Regions from separate parts of the Mus musculus genome. Here all the other regions are linked to region 1. The links are chromatin contacts, called in public Hi-C maps. All regions are on one chromosome and are shown on one strand. Each heading gives the region's core, a stretch centred on a gene start, on an enhancer-like site or on the middle of the called end of the contact. The rest is flanking DNA. Distances are from core to core; before and after follow the strand shown.

Evidence for each region. Hi-C and Micro-C count contacts between places; a contact is called where the count stands out from the background.
Region 2: a contact with region 1 is called in a Hi-C map of muscle stem cells, with 4 times the contacts expected there. The contact joins two enhancer-like sites. A contact is called at or near these places in 5 of 484 Hi-C or Micro-C datasets (muscle stem cells, myocytes, nephron progenitors and 2 more) and 1 of 115 datasets of contacts at active chromatin or transcription factors (fibro-adipogenic progenitors).
Region 3: a Hi-C map of embryonic fibroblasts shows a contact between it and region 1, with 3 times the contacts expected there. The contact joins two enhancer-like sites. A contact is called at or near these places in 8 of 484 Hi-C or Micro-C datasets (the 3T3-L1 cell line, the C2C12 cell line, adipose-derived mesenchymal stem cells and 4 more) and 1 of 115 datasets of contacts at active chromatin or transcription factors (pancreatic cancer cells).

The regions. Positions count from the first base shown.
Region 1 is chr1:81,742,700-81,747,726 of GRCm38.p6, reverse strand. It overlaps the pseudogene Gm5530. Among named protein-coding and RNA genes, the nearest start is that of Mir6344, 390 kb to the left of the region's middle. Within about 2 kb of position 2,951, at least 100 of the 459 cell types and tissues checked have an H3K27ac peak or open chromatin away from gene starts, as enhancers often do. A contact at or near this core is called in the C2C12 cell line, embryonic fibroblasts and muscle stem cells, where this site is marked.
Region 2 is chr1:81,970,140-81,975,166 of GRCm38.p6, reverse strand. No RefSeq gene overlaps it. Among named protein-coding and RNA genes, the nearest start is that of Mir6344, 160 kb to the left of the region's middle. Within about 2 kb of position 2,411, at least 1 of the 459 cell types and tissues checked has an H3K27ac peak or open chromatin away from gene starts, as enhancers often do. A contact at or near this core is called in muscle stem cells, where this site is marked.
Region 3 is chr1:81,910,024-81,915,050 of GRCm38.p6, reverse strand. No RefSeq gene overlaps it. Among named protein-coding and RNA genes, the nearest start is that of Mir6344, 220 kb to the left of the region's middle. Within about 2 kb of position 2,275, at least 22 of the 459 cell types and tissues checked have an H3K27ac peak or open chromatin away from gene starts, as enhancers often do. A contact at or near this core is called in the C2C12 cell line, embryonic fibroblasts and muscle stem cells, where this site is marked.

The sequences.
Region 1 (5,027 bases), core at 1,702-4,201:
ACCATATGACAGATAAGCAATTTGTAATGGCTGACAATCGTCTGACACAAAATCTTTACTTTCCAAAACACACTGGAAGTGAACAAGTCATGAAATATTGCTCCCAAGGAAAGAAAAATCTAAGTTTGGGACTAAGTGAAGATTATGTTTCCTGCCAGTCTTCTGCCTTCTCAGAAAACATCATTTTATGTATGTGATGGCAGACAGGAACGGTTTGGGTTTGGTACTTCAAGCAGTTGACTTCCAGTGTAATTTTGGAATTACAATATGGCTTCTCCACGGTAAAGAAACACTAGGGGTAGATCAGATCTCACATGAATTCTCCAACTCATAAATAAAATAAAATATGAATATCCATTGAAAATTTGTGCTTCTTTAAGCCTTATAGAAACCATACATTTCTGTATTTTGTCTGAAAAAAAAAAAGCTGCTTTTCATGTGAGTGTGTTGATACTTGGCAAGGGACTGGCTCAACATAAACGATACTGGGAAGTGCTAAGAGTGATGGAAACAGATCCTGCCTTCAGTGATTTAATTGTTATTTGACTGTAAACTGCTGACGGCAGACAGAGCACATAGACAATAACATGAGATATGTCGGGTGCATACTCTTAAGCCAACAACAGCCTGTAGAACTTAAGATGGAATATTTTCAGACTCAGTGAGAGCCACCATGCATGCCCACCCCTCATTCAGTAGTGTCAGCGCTGAAGCACGGGTGTTTCAGTTACCCAGAACAAGCAGAGAAAGGGGTGGGTGTCAGTCTGTGTACTGGATGCTATCTGCGGAGCTCTGGCCCAGCTAAACTACCAAAGAGTTGTTCACCACTGCTCCAGAACCAGTACAACACTGGGACTCCACACTGGGGCCAGGGGGGGCAGCCAAGGTCTTGAAGGTGACTGCGGTAGCCTTGGGCAACTCCAAGTGGTGAAAGCTCTGGGAGAGAATTCTCTCCCCCCAAAGTGTTACAGCTCTAAAATGACAGATGCTCTCAGAAGGTCTTTGACAAAGTAATTCACACACCTTTATTCCTTGTGGTCAGGTTCTTATATACATTTTGGGGTCAGTAGTGGTCTAAAAGCAGATGTTTCCTATTGGCTTGATCTGAGATGTTAGAATGCCTCATCTGCATATGGTGACGCTTGGGTGCTACCCCTATGTGACTGACTGCGGAAGATCCTCTCCACGGGGTGCCAGTGGTCACATGAAAGGGACCTGGTGAGGAGTAGGTGAAATGCCTACCATCCTCAGGTCTCAGGGTCCTAGGGTTTCTGAATCCACTCAACCTGCAAGTTTCCTGGCATGGCCTACTGACCCATAGGTGTGTTTCCATGGTTTCTTGGGATGGTAGAGGAGGGAGGATACAGATGTGAGAAACATGAATAAATATGCATTTAATAGTATAAAGAATCTGTATTCATGTGTGTGCACATGTGCCTGGGAGGGGGAGGATTACAATTATTATATTTTCTCGTGGTTTACACAGGAAGCAAACTGAAACATGAATCCACTATGCTAGAGTCATGGTCATGTGCTTTCATGAGCATTTCCCTGCCATTAATGCCTTAAGCCAAGAACTATTAAGTAAGGGTTTTATGAAGTCAGATCTTTTTTTTTTTCCTTCTTCTTTTCTTTTTCTCTTTGGGCTAACAGTAAAACGCTGCATGTACCACAGAAAATGATACCTTGGTATTTAAAAAATAATCCGCTGAGGGGTTTCCATGAATAAATGATTTTCCCCCTTCTGTCCGAATTCCCTGCCAAAATATTTGAGACTGGACACCTAGGGTGTTTGCTTCCTCCTTAGGCTCAGGACTCCTCATTTCACATACTGTTGACCCAATAAATTCCATCTGGGATAGTTCAGAACCCACATCCGGCCAAAGTCGGGGAGGAAAAAGCTTGGTGCTGGAGCTCTCTCACAACCATACTTCCTGCTTCGCTGACCCTTCCACTCGCCCCTGCAGGGACTGTCTGAAGCTTCACTGGGGGGGGGCTTATTGAGCCACCCTTCACTGCATCTCAGCTCCATTTCAATCGGTTAGGCTCACTGGGAGTTTTAATCTGCTGGTACCTTTCCCATATTATTGCCCTTTATCCATGCCTTGGTTGGGACTGGGTTGGCTTTGTCTCTGGTTACAATGCTCAAGAGAGAAAAAACCCTGCTGTGTTCTTGGCCTGCAGATACCACGTGTTGCATGAAGCGTGTAAGCCTGATCTCACTCTCAGCCATCCTAAAGACACTCAGGACCTGTGGCTTACGACTTGTAGAAGCTATTTTCTCTATAAATTCTAGCCTATCTATGATTTCTATTTCTCCCGATGGCTTCGGTAGTTTCTCTGTGACTGTGTATTCCTTAAGCACCTCCCTCCGCTAGGAGTTTATAAACTTTGCCCACTTGGGAATAGCATGTCCTCTGTTTGTACTTGTTCGAATTATTTGAACTTAGGTATGCTCTGTGGGGGTAAAGCCACTGCTTGATACAACGTGGAATGAACTGCACACAAGTTTTATGGACTTTACCTCTGTTCCTACTGGGCACAAGATTCTGCTGATATTTTGCAAGTCAGCGAAGACTTCTCCAGCACTGGGTTGGAGTTACATGGGTAACTTTGCTCTAAATTCCCCCCTTTAATGGAAAAAAAATGGATGGAAAGCAAATGGGGGCATAAATCTTCCAAGTTGCTTTTCTGTGACCAGCCAGAAAGTCCCCAAATGGAGACACTGCTTGCTGTTGGCACAAGAACTCCCTTCATTCTGGTGTCAACAGGAAGTTACCAGCCAGGGCAGTGTTAGAAGGTAAAAGGGGAGCAGCCTGCTGTTAATCCAGTTGGGTCTTTCGTTTGGGGGGTTCATTACTTCAAACAGCAAAGCTATGGGTTGCTCTGTGATAGAGTGCTTTTGTCTCTACAAACCTTTTCCTTTTGTACTGCTCGTTATTGTTCTTGGCAGCCAGCCAAGCCTCACATCTTCTGGTCACAGAATTCCTTTCTGCCTACTCCAGTGTAGACTAAGGCCTCTGGGTAATACGAGACGCCTCAATTTCTCAGCAGACAGCACATTAAAGCGAGGTCTGTTGGCCAGATGCAGGGACAGGTGTTACTCTCCTTCAATTTACACCTGCCCTCATTTATTTGTCCTGAGAATGCTACTAACAGACTCGCTCCCAGTGAAGGAAGTGCGGTGACTTTTGTAGGCGGTGGGCTTTGGGGGAAAATGCTTCAGCTGCGCAGTAGTTTGTCTCCACATATACTTTCAGAGGTAGTACACTTCAAGGAAATGTTTTGTTGGGCCTGCATTAAGGAGCAAGAAAAGGCAATAGTATAGCGAGCTTATTAATACAACACATAGTGCTTTTCCCAGCTGAGAGTACCCTGACCCTCAGCAGAAGGCTGGCTTTTTCTTCTTTCTGAGAAACTGGAGAAGCCAAGTCAGTGCCATGAGAACTGGCTTTCTTTCATCCATATAAGCAGAGCCATCAAAGTATGAACTGGCTTAGTCCTCTCAAGTTTAATGTTGGTAGTTCTAATCCAGATTCATTTTTACAGCTCCATCATAGAGATGAAAGGGTGTCAAATATCACAGCATTTATTAATACTTCTACTATTCTTTCAAATGAGAGTTTGGAGAGTCTTATGGTTTTAATTACAGAATCAGATTATTGGTTGATAGAGTGCCCAAGATATGGATTCTATTATAAAAATCATCATTGTCTTAAGTTGATTGCCAACTTGGTTACATGAGGTTTGTTCCTCTTCTTGATCTGAAATTTAGCAACAAAATCCTCTTTTGAGTTGCCTCAGCAAATTTTCCCAAGCTACATAGTCAACTCCTTGGACCTACTTACCCAAGCTTGCTTCCCTCTTCTAGCCATCTCTCTCACACCCATCCTTTTCTCACCCATCAAACTCTACAAGTGTCCTGTCAGGTATCTTCTCTTGCAGGAGCATTCTTTCTGGAGTGTCTTGTTCAAGGGCTTGGGCTTTCCTACCGCTCTCTTCTTTGCATTTCATGGATAAGTTCATTATTCTACAAACTCTGAAAGTCTAGGAAGGGTTTTCTGCTCTACTCACTGATATGCAGTGCCTCACCAATACTTCACATTCTCAGGAAATGACAGTATCGTTTTCCCAGTCTGGGAGATATGCTCTCATCTTTGGCTTACACACAATCATCACATAAAAGGTTAGTCTCATCACTTCATAATGGGGCCCCTTTTGCAGGATAGTTGGCTGTGGGATTTGGAATGGATAAGAATATCTTTCAGAGTTGGGTGTGGTCATTCACGTTTATTCACTCTGGTGGCTAAGGCAGAATAATACTCATGAATTGGAGACTAGTCCTGGCTACATAATAGATAACAGAACTACATTTATAGCATGATACAAATTAACTAAGTAAGTAAATTTAAAATGCTCTTGATTTGATCCTCTCTCTCTCTCTCTCTCTCTCACACACACACACACACACACACACACACATACAGAGAGAGAGAGAGAGAGAGAGAGAGAGAGAGAGAGAGAGAGAAAGATGACCACTGTTCCTCTGGCATTCCAACTATGAATATTACTATGCATATGAGGCCTCCTTTTTTCTTCAGGCCTCAGTGTCTTTGTGTGGATCCTGTAGTCACCATTTGCTTTCTTTTCTTTATCAAATCAATATTGGCTTCTCTTTTAACCGTAAAACCCTATGCTAGAAGGGATTGGGACTCACGGACTTCAGAACAGAAGAAGCCTCAGAAACTGTTTAAATCATGGAAAACCACAGCAAGCAAACTGAGGCTCCCACCCGGAAGAACATATATGCCAGCTTGGTATCCCCCTCTGTATCCACCAGCAGCTTTCCAAGGACCTTCATACCGTGCTGCTTACTCCATACCCCAGGCTGGCTACCAAGGGCCTCCGGGCCCCTATCCAGGGCCCCAACCTGGTTACCCAGTCCCACCAGGAGGTTATGCAGGTGGTGGCCCTAGTGGCTTTCCTGTCCAAAATCAGCCAGCATGTAATCATCCAGGTGGGCCTGG
Region 2 (5,027 bases), core at 1,162-3,661, 230 kb before region 1:
TGTAATCTGTAGTATCTCTACTGAACACACACACACACACACACACACACAGAGAGAGAGAGAGAGAGAGAGAGAGACAGAGAGAGAGAGACAGAGACAGAGACAGAGACAGAGACAGAGACAGACAGAGACAGAGAGAGACAGACAGAGACAGACAGAGACAGAGAGAGACAGAGAGAGACAGAGACAAAGAGACAGGCAGATACTACTATTGCAATTTTATTTCTTTGTACTTACTAATTAGGTTTATAAAGAAATATTTAGGGGCAGAACCCTGCCCCCTCCCGCCCTCCCCAGATTCTGATGTGAGGGCAAATTACCTGGGAGTTTTGTTAAATATAGATAATGCTTACATCCATGATTCTGCATTCTCACAAGCCAAGCAAACCAGCAAGCAGAAGATAAACTGCGGGCAGTGAAGAAGCTACCGTTGCTCAGACCACACTTTGACTAACAAATCTCTACTTGTGTTGGCAGATACAGCAACACGAGCATATTCCTATTATATTTGAAAAAATGTCGGGATTTCAGGCTCATTAATGCTTTGCACACTCTTAGTACCTACTCGTCAGTAGTGAATCAGCACAGCAGGCAGCACAGCGATTGTACGGCCTGAAGTGTTTACTTTCATACTCCTAGAAGCAGCTACTGGTCAACTCAACCCGAATACAGAAAGTTTAACTCTATTGAATACATTGCCACAGATAATTCTTCTAGAAATGTCTAGAACTTGCCAGAGGAATGATTTGTGTGCTAGAAGGTACATAGTCACTGACTAGGCAATGATCTAGTCTAAGCTGCATGACGTTCCTCTTGAGTCCATTTTCATACCTTCTTGTCTGCTGCTCCAATGCAGCTCAAGGCTCATACAGTGTAGTTCTTCATTTTAGATGCTGGCTGAGTTCTCATTTTGGTCCTCTTGAAAATGATCTCAATGAAAACATTTGTGTTCTACCAATTATTTCCTTTTTGATCTATAATTCTTATGGAACAACCATAGGCATTATAACGTTGGTAAATTATCCCCAAATCAATAAAGCTGTTAGTAACCAAATGAAAATAGTAACAGGAAATACAAACTTAGCAACCAAACAGCCAAACATATTTCTATAAAACATTCTACATATTTGGCTGTGTACCTGTCCTGGTGACATGTTAATCTATCCACAATTAGCTCTTATTTTATAGGAGCCTATTATTAATTTCAATGCCTTGGATGGTAAGACAAATGTTCCAAGTGATACTTCACTGCTTCCAAATTAGCTTTGGAGTCTTTTTGCAGGGTGTAAATGTCACTATATTACGCACAGCACTTGAGACTGCTTCCTGAGCATAGAAGGGGTTGTGTAATTCAGCCATCTTATCCTCTGGATGCTCTTCCTTATGAACAAGACCTGCATGGTGATAAGTACATGGCACACTTCTCAGTGCTCCTTCGTGACCAAGACACAGTTTGGACTTGGGCGCCACATAGTCTCCAGTGCCACCTGCCCAGCGTCACATGAGTCTTCAGTATTTCTGTCTCCTGAGAGTTGGCATGACAAGTATACATTTGGCCTTAGCATGTGGCTATGTGAGATCATTGGCTTGGATGAGGACATGGGGTGAATTCTCTCAGGTTTCCCCAAGGAAAGGTGAAGTGAAGATTGACTGCAGGGTAAGGTTAATAGCCTTAGCAAGATTCTGCCTCACACTGTGTCAGAGCACAGAGAAACCACTCAAGCATTAACCAGGGATTTAATTCTGTTGACAGATAGCCCAGCTATGCACTGAATAATCTCAGGGGTGAGCCTCAGCTATCTAAGGGAGCTCAATAAATAGTACCCCTCCTTTCTCATATTAGAACTGAAAGTGGAGGGGAACTTGGAGTAATTTGCTGGGGACTGTATCGGTTACTCTTCTCATTACTGTGACAAATATCTGAGGGAAACAACTTTATGAACTTATTTTGGTTCAACAGTTTTGAAGAGTCACAGTCCAATATGGCTGGGCTGATGAAGCAGGCCTACTAATGGTAGCAGGAGTGTTTGATGAACTCCTATTCACATTACCAGGACAGGATGCAGTGTGTGTGTGTGTGTGTGTGTGTGTGTGTGTGTGTGTTTGTGTGTCTAGGGGTTATACCTCCAAACACCCATCCTAAACAACTGGTTAACCTTTATCCAGCTAGTGCCTACTTCCTAAAGGTATCACAGCTTCAAATGTGAGTGTCACAAGCTGCAGACAGAGCATTGAGAAAAAAAATGAATTCATGGAGAATAGTCTAGATTCATACCATGGCAATGTGGAAAGGCAGCTTTTGACATGGCTCTCGGTGATATGAACCCCCTGGTGGTCCCTGTGTAATCCCCTCCCCAGAGTGTGGGAAAGACTTTATAATTCGCTTCTAACTAATAGATCGTGACAGCTGTGCTGGGATATCATTTCTGTGATTATGTCACACGAGACTGTAGCTTCCAATTTGCCAACAAACTCTCCACTTACTCTCTCTTTCTGATGAATTTGAAGGAGCTGGGGTGCAGAGACATTTGAGAGGCAAGAAATTGAAGGCAGCTCCTGTCAACAATACGGTGAGAGAACTGTAGCCCTCTATTCCCCAAGAAAGGGACTCAATAATCATAGGACATTAGAGATAGGTTTTTCTGTAGTTGAACCACTAGAGGAAAAGTTTTCCCAGGCTCACAGCTTCATGGAAGCCTTACAAAAAAACCTTGGCGTAGGGAAAGAGCTAAGCCACACAGAGTCCTCATTAACAAAAACTGTGAGATGATGCTGAATGTGTGTTTTAAGTTGTTAAGACAAGCTAGCAGTGGGTCTTTGTTTCTAAGCAATGGATGGGGAATATAAGTGGGTTTTGGAAATGGGTTGACTTATTGGTAGGTTCTGACATAGGCTACCTGCTCAGTCTCTAATGGTGCTGATCAATGGTATTCTTATTAATTAGGTGGCTGTCTCTGTGTGCTAGTTGGCTTTTTGTCAACTTTATGCAAGCTAGGGTCATTGGGAAAAAGGAACCAGAGTTGAGAAGATGCCTCCATTGGACTGGCCTGTAGGAAGCCAAAAACAATCTTGTGGCTAATTTTGTTTGTTAGATGAATGAGGTAGAGGGCCCAGCCCACTGTGGGCAGTGCCTTCTCTGGGAAGGAGACACTGGATCACATAAGAATTCAGGCTCAATGAGCCATGGAGAACAACCCAATATAATAGTTGTCCTCTGTTTTCTCTGCTTCATTTTCTCCACTTAGTTCCTGCCTTGACTTCTTTTCAGCATAAATTATAAACTGTTGACTAATAAACCATTTCCTTCCAAAGTTGATTTACCCATGGTGTTTTATCACATCAATAGGAAGATCTAGAACACTGGTAAAACCTGCCCCCACCCCCACCCCATGGGAACAGGAAAAAGAATGTTGTCAGTGAATCATTTTCTATGTTACTGGTGGAAGAAGGAAGGCTGCTAATCCAGTTTGGTCCTCTTACTGAAGTAACCAGATGCTGTGATGTCCAACCAGGTCCATTGGAAAAACAGACTAGAGAGAAGGCAGAACCTTTCTTTTAACTAGTCTTTCCAAATATGTAAATGAAAATGGGTTAGGTGTCATTGAGTTTCCTGGTTTCCCAGAGACCCAGGAAGCAACTCCATGGAGAGGAAGAGTATGGCAGAGGGGAAGGGGATGGGAGATGGGGAAAAGAATTCTGGGAGACAGAATGGGAGGACAGGGGTCAACATTTGGGATGTAAATAAATAAAATAATTAATTAATAAAAATAAAGGATGTCCTTGTGATTTATAAAATATGTTTAGGGAAAACAAACAAACAAATAAACAAACAAAACTCTTCTCATACTAACCAGACTAACTAAAAAAAAAAAAAAAAAAAATCAAGGTTCCTGTATTGATTTGAAACATGCTCACTTTTATGGTCTGCATTCCATGCAAGAATTAGCAACACAAATAACTATTGAGATTATCACCTTTTTCAAGGCACAGCCTAGGTGCCAGGCCATAATTGATAGCAAATGACCAGAACTCTATATGCTGAGTTTGCTTTCTCCACAGACCAATTTCTATAAGATTAAGAGGCAAAATATTTATCAGGGAAGGTTACTGAGATGAACCTGTGGAAGGGATGGTGACGCTTCAGATGAGGCAGAGGGAAGAATAGAGCTGTGAGCCAGTCCTGTTGAAAACCTCAGCTGGGAACACAAGACATGTGTAGGGGTGGCAGTGGCTTGAGTTGACATCCTTGGCTAATGGATTGTTTTCTTATAACACTGGTTTTTAGCAGGCAGAGATTTGGATAAAGGTGAAATACCACCAGTATTTCTATTACCTTGAGTAGTAAGTCCTTTGACAGGGCAGGTTAGAAAATAGAACCTGTTCTTGGGTGGAAGATGTCTCTAGGAAGAAAGGTATTTCCAAAACTCCATCCCTCCCTGATCTTCACTTGATCTTAGCCAAAAGGCCGAGAAGTGATTCCCTCCCTGATCTTACCCCCCCACACACCTTTTTTTTTTTTTCCTCAAAGTAGAGAATATGATGCTAGAAGCTGGGCTAGATTATTTCCTCTGCCAGTTCACACCAGCCTCACAGGCACTTCAGCATCTGGCAGCTGCCGAAGTAGGAACCAATCTTCCTGAAATGTCTCCCTGCAGAAAGTGTTCTTAGGTGCTGAAGACGGGGAGGAGGGACTGCTTGGCTGTGGAACTGGAAGCTTGTCTGGACGGTTAGTAAAGGAAGCATCCAGTGATTGTAAGGTGCTTATGTTTCTATTGTTTATTGTTGCTGTTGTTTGTCTGTTTTGTTTTATTTTACTAAAGATACTGTTTGGAAGATTCCTCTCTTTGACACCCATGGGACAGTTCATTGTTTTAATTTATCAATAGGTAGTTGTATAGATGGCAGGTTGAAGAAGAACCAATGTCTGATCTCTCTTAAGGCCATCACTCCAGTGATAGAAGCATTCCTGACACTGCTTGAATGACCAAGAATCAGAGACCAGATAGACCAGGGACATACAGTATAAA
Region 3 (5,027 bases), core at 1,026-3,525, 170 kb before region 1:
GGGATGAGGAAGGCTACAGGGAGTCTATGGGGGTGACTCTAGTTGAGATTCCTACCAGCAGGAGCTATAGAGACTGGAGTAGCCAAACAGGACTTCAAGTAGAAGGAGAGGGACATCAACCCACCCAGAAAACCTTCAACCCCAAAATTGTCCTGTTTCCAAGATGTGCAGGGATACGGATGGAGCAGAGGCTGAGAGAATAGCCAACCAATGACTGGCCCAACATTAGACCCATCCCATGAAAGAGAGAGCTAACCTCAGACACTATTAATAATACTCTATTATGCTTGCAGACAGGAACCTTGCATAACTGTCTTTTGAAAGGCTTCATCCAGCAGTCGATACAAAACAGATTCAGAGACCCACAGCCAAACATCGGATGGAGCTTAGGGAGTTTTGTGGATGATTCGGGGCAGAATTGAGCAGGCTGAAGGGGTCAAGAACACCACAAAAAGATATACAGAGTCAACTAACCTGGGACTATGGGGACTCACAGAGACTGAACCACCAACCAAAGAGCATGCAGGGGCTGGACCTAGCTCCCTGTCCACATTCATATCAAATGTGCAGCTTAGTCTTCATGTGGGTCCTCTAACAACTGGAGTGGGGCTGTCTCAGACTCTGTTGCTTGACATTGAATCTGCTTTCCCTACCTGGCTTCTTGATTGGGCCTTAGTGGGAGAGGAGGTGCTTAGTCGTACGTACTAGAACTAGATGGCCCAGGTTGGAGTGGTACCCAAGAGGGGCTTCCCCCTCTTTGAAGAGAAGAGAAGGAGGTAATAGGGGAGAGATTTGTAAGGGTAGAACTGGAAGGAGAGGAAGAAATACGGGATGTGACAAGGTTGTAATGTGAATAAAAACATAAATTATGGGAAAAAATAAGCAGTGAGTGCCTCCCAAAATGAGGGTTTCAAGCTGATTAGCCCAATTTGTTATCCTTGAGTATTTGGTTGCAAGAATTTACAGAAAGCTAGGACATTAAAAACAAAACAAAACAAAGAAAAACAACCTGGGAGCGTATTACATATGAAATTACATGATAAAATACCCATGATGACTGCATACAGAAGGCATAAACTAAATAACTTGAGGGTGCCTCAACAGCTGTCGTGATGAGAACAATGGGCTCTGAGGTAGGCATTAAGGAATGAGTGAATTGCTGATAACCTGAGAAGGGTGGACTGTGCATCCCTGTGAAATCAGTAGAGATTTTTCTTTTCTCACAGCATAGCTGAACAACAGCTGTCCCACTTCCTCCAGAGTTCAGCCTTTGTTCACAGGGATCGAAGACATAGTCCAAGCTTTATACTCTTGGATTAAGCAACTTCAGACCTTGGCGATATGGCGCCTATGCAACACAATTCTCACCTTTGTTCATTCAGGAATTTTTATTTGTCATATCAGATTTCTTTCCAGTATTATTCCAATGTAAAGCCACAGGAAATATTTTGAAATTTACTCATCAACAAAGAAGGGTACTCTATTCATAAAGCTGTTTAAATGGAATTCACATGGAATGAATTAAGGCTGAAACATTAATAAACTTCCTTTCTGTGTAGGGAAATAAAGGCGTGAGAACAATTTCCCAGAACAACATTTAGTGACAGCTTAGTTGCTAAACTCAAGTCTATTAACCCTAGGCCTAGAATGCTGATATATAGTTAGTATGCATAAACAAAATGTTATTTAAAACAGGTGGTATGGTGAGCACACTGGGAATTCCAGCACTTGCGAAGGAAAGGCAAGAGAATGCCCATATGGTGTTCAAGTCTAACCTGATTAATACAGCAAGTGCCTAACTAGCCAAGGGCTACATAGTTAGCCTTGTCTCAAAATGATTTTTCAAGTTACCTGAAAGTGATTTTATTGGAGCATCCTTAAAAATTCTTTGTGGTTGGTAAGTCATCAACATTTTGAGTTCTAAAAGATGGAAGTGATCACCATTTTTGTTTTGGTATACAACATCCCGTTTTATATGGCTACCCTCTTTATCGCCTTTTAAACTATTGCAGTTTGTTTAATAAATTGTCTGGTCATCCTATCCAAGGTCATTACTCTGTTGTCTCCCTATAACTCCCAAATTTTCCTGCACAGGATTAGTTGTCTGGGTTACCTACAGTGTAGTCAGTGATTACATGGGAACAATTCCCAGCACAAAGGCTGGTGGTCCATCTTATCAGTTACTAAATCTTTTGAATGTTACTCTTATTGGTTTGGCTTTTTCCAGAGTCACAAATTCTCTAGAAGGCTGAAAATGACTCATCTCAGTCTGTGGCTTTGTCCATGCTTGATGCCTATCCAGAGTCTCTCTGGCCAGAGCCCTGGGAGTGTAGCCTCCCCCAGCCTTGAGCAGGCTGGTTCAGACCTGTTCTGCCATTGTGAACAAGACCACCTAGGATGGAGTCTTCTGACCTAGATAGGTCTACTGTTCTGCCAGGTGCTGCTACGCACTGAGAGGCTGAACCTGTTCTCCTGACACTATCCTGATGAAAGGAGATCCCCACCCCCCATATAAGCTCAGACTTTAAGTAAACTTTGGGCCTTGATCAGTATCTTTGTCTTGGTCTCATTATTTCTTTCACCATTTTCTCCAATGCAGCCCCAACCTCCCTTTAAGGAACCAGGTTCGTGGACCTGTGGGTAGCAACATGGGAGTAGCTGGCCAAGCCCTCTGTTCACATCTCACTCTAGTCATGCCCTCACTTGACAAATTCTTCCCATAGGGGCCTTCTTTACTTTTCCCTCTTATTCCTGTTTTACTTAACAATGCTCCTTCTAGATCTTTATCAACTTAATGTTGTCCAGTGGGCACCAGTCCTATTTCTATTTAATAGACAAGCTTTTCCTGATCTACTATGCTAGGAAAATTCCAAGATACAAACCAAGACCTTGGCTTCTGGATCACACACCCTAATCATTCAGTGAAACCAGCACAGGTGTTTTTATGAAGAGGGAGTTTTCACACAATCCTTACGTCCTAGCCTCATCAGGATAAAACTAAACAGGGCTTGAGCTCTTCTAGATGAAAAACAAAAAAAGGCTCACGACTAATATTCTGTATAAGAGAGATTCTTTGTTGCTGCCGTTGACAATACAATACAGAATGATTGTGGATAGCTTCAAGTAGTGGATGACAGTCTATATAAGCAGTCCATGCAGTAGTCTTTGTGCATTCCCTTAATAAACACTCTCTGCTGATGGCTTATACAGAAGACACCAGATTTCTCACAGTTCTGGATGGAACACATTCCAGATGGACAGTTTCTGGTCAGAGTTCCCTTCCTTGTTCGAAGATGGTGGTCTTTTCCCTGTGCTTTTTCTTCTTTGCTCCCACATAGAGACTGGGGAGACCCTATCTTTCTCTCCTTACATGACCATCAACCATATCACAGTAGATCTCTTTCTTATTATCCCATTAAACTGGAATTATCTCCAAAAAAAAAAAAAAACAAACCTTTTTTCAAATTGGAGCTTTAGGGTGTCAGTATATGAATTTAAGAGAAATTAAATTCAAAACCATAGCATCTAGCAGACATAGATGTCTTGTTTCATGTTGGGTACAAGAAATGGATTATTTTTTCCCAATGCTATGAGTGAAATTTAGAAATGTTTGGACATCCCACCCCCACAATCGCATCCACACTAACGTGCTAATTTAGAAGAATATCTATATTCTGAGATCATGGGGGAATAATCCTGTCCTACTCTTGCTTTTCTGATCTAGAGAAACTTGAGAGAACAAGAGGGTGCTATTTGACACTTCTAAGCTTGATACTAAGCATGAAAAAAACTCATTTCCCTATAGTCTAGCTTATAAGCTTTTCTCAGCCATGACAAAATCATATACCACTCCCTTTTGACACTCTCATCCAGTTTGTAATTGCATACTATCTGGAAGACTGGATGGTGCCAGCCAAAAAATTCATAGCCTTTAGGATATCAAAATGTGTTTTTGTGTAGAATATGAGCTTTTGTACATATAATATTAATATGAACTTATTCTGGATTTAGAATAAGGCTTAATGCAATATTGGTATCCTCCTAACAGGAAACACTTGGACATGCAAAAAAGGAAATAATAGGAGGAAGAAGATGGCTCAAGGAAGGGTTCTTTTGGAGAAAGTTCAAAGGGAAATGTCCTTGATGAACTCTTGATTTTATACATTCCCTCTCTAGAATCATGACAGAATAAGTTTCTGTTGTTTTTAAGGGAACAGTTTGTGACTTTACCATGGTGTCCCTAGGAAATAAGATACAGGTTTTTTGTTATCTGTCTGTTCATTTGTAGGTTCTCTCTATCAGACCCACAAGATCCAAAAATATGTCTCTTTTTAACTCATCATGATGTCTCCAAGGCTGTTAGATATCTGACATAAAGTCAGTGCCTAAGAACCAAATCATTGCCCATGAAAATATTTTTTATGAATGGAAAAGTGAGTGAGAGTTATGCTTATAGAATATTAAAGAATACATTTTTAAGGAGAATATGATACCTCTTCAGTTTAAGATCAGCCCACTGACTGTATATTCAAAGACCATAACCTCTCCCTGTCCTTTTCCTTCCATGGAAATATCAGTGTTCATTTGTTTCCACTTAGGATCAGGATTGGATCTTAATGAAAAACATGACTTTAGTTATGGTGGCCTAAGGCAATGTGATTATAAGTAGATATAGTACTAGCCCAGATAGTGAGACTTCAAAGCTTCATTCATAAGAAACATGAAGAAAGGAAACTCATCTGCATATATTGAATAAACCTTAGCATAGAGGAAAGAACTTAGGCACTTAGACATTAGGAAGGACCAGACCAAGGTGAATTCAGGACATCCACGACCCAAGACTCATCCCTGTTGGCTATCTCTTTGAAGGTCAGCCACTGGGTAATCCACCTGCAATTACCTTTCCTATCTCAGAGTTGAAAATTGCATTTTCTAGAACAATGAGTTGATTGGCTCATGCCACATGTTTATCAGGATTTTGTGATTGGTAGGTCTTGTGACTTCTCAGAAGGTCCATAGAGAAAGCT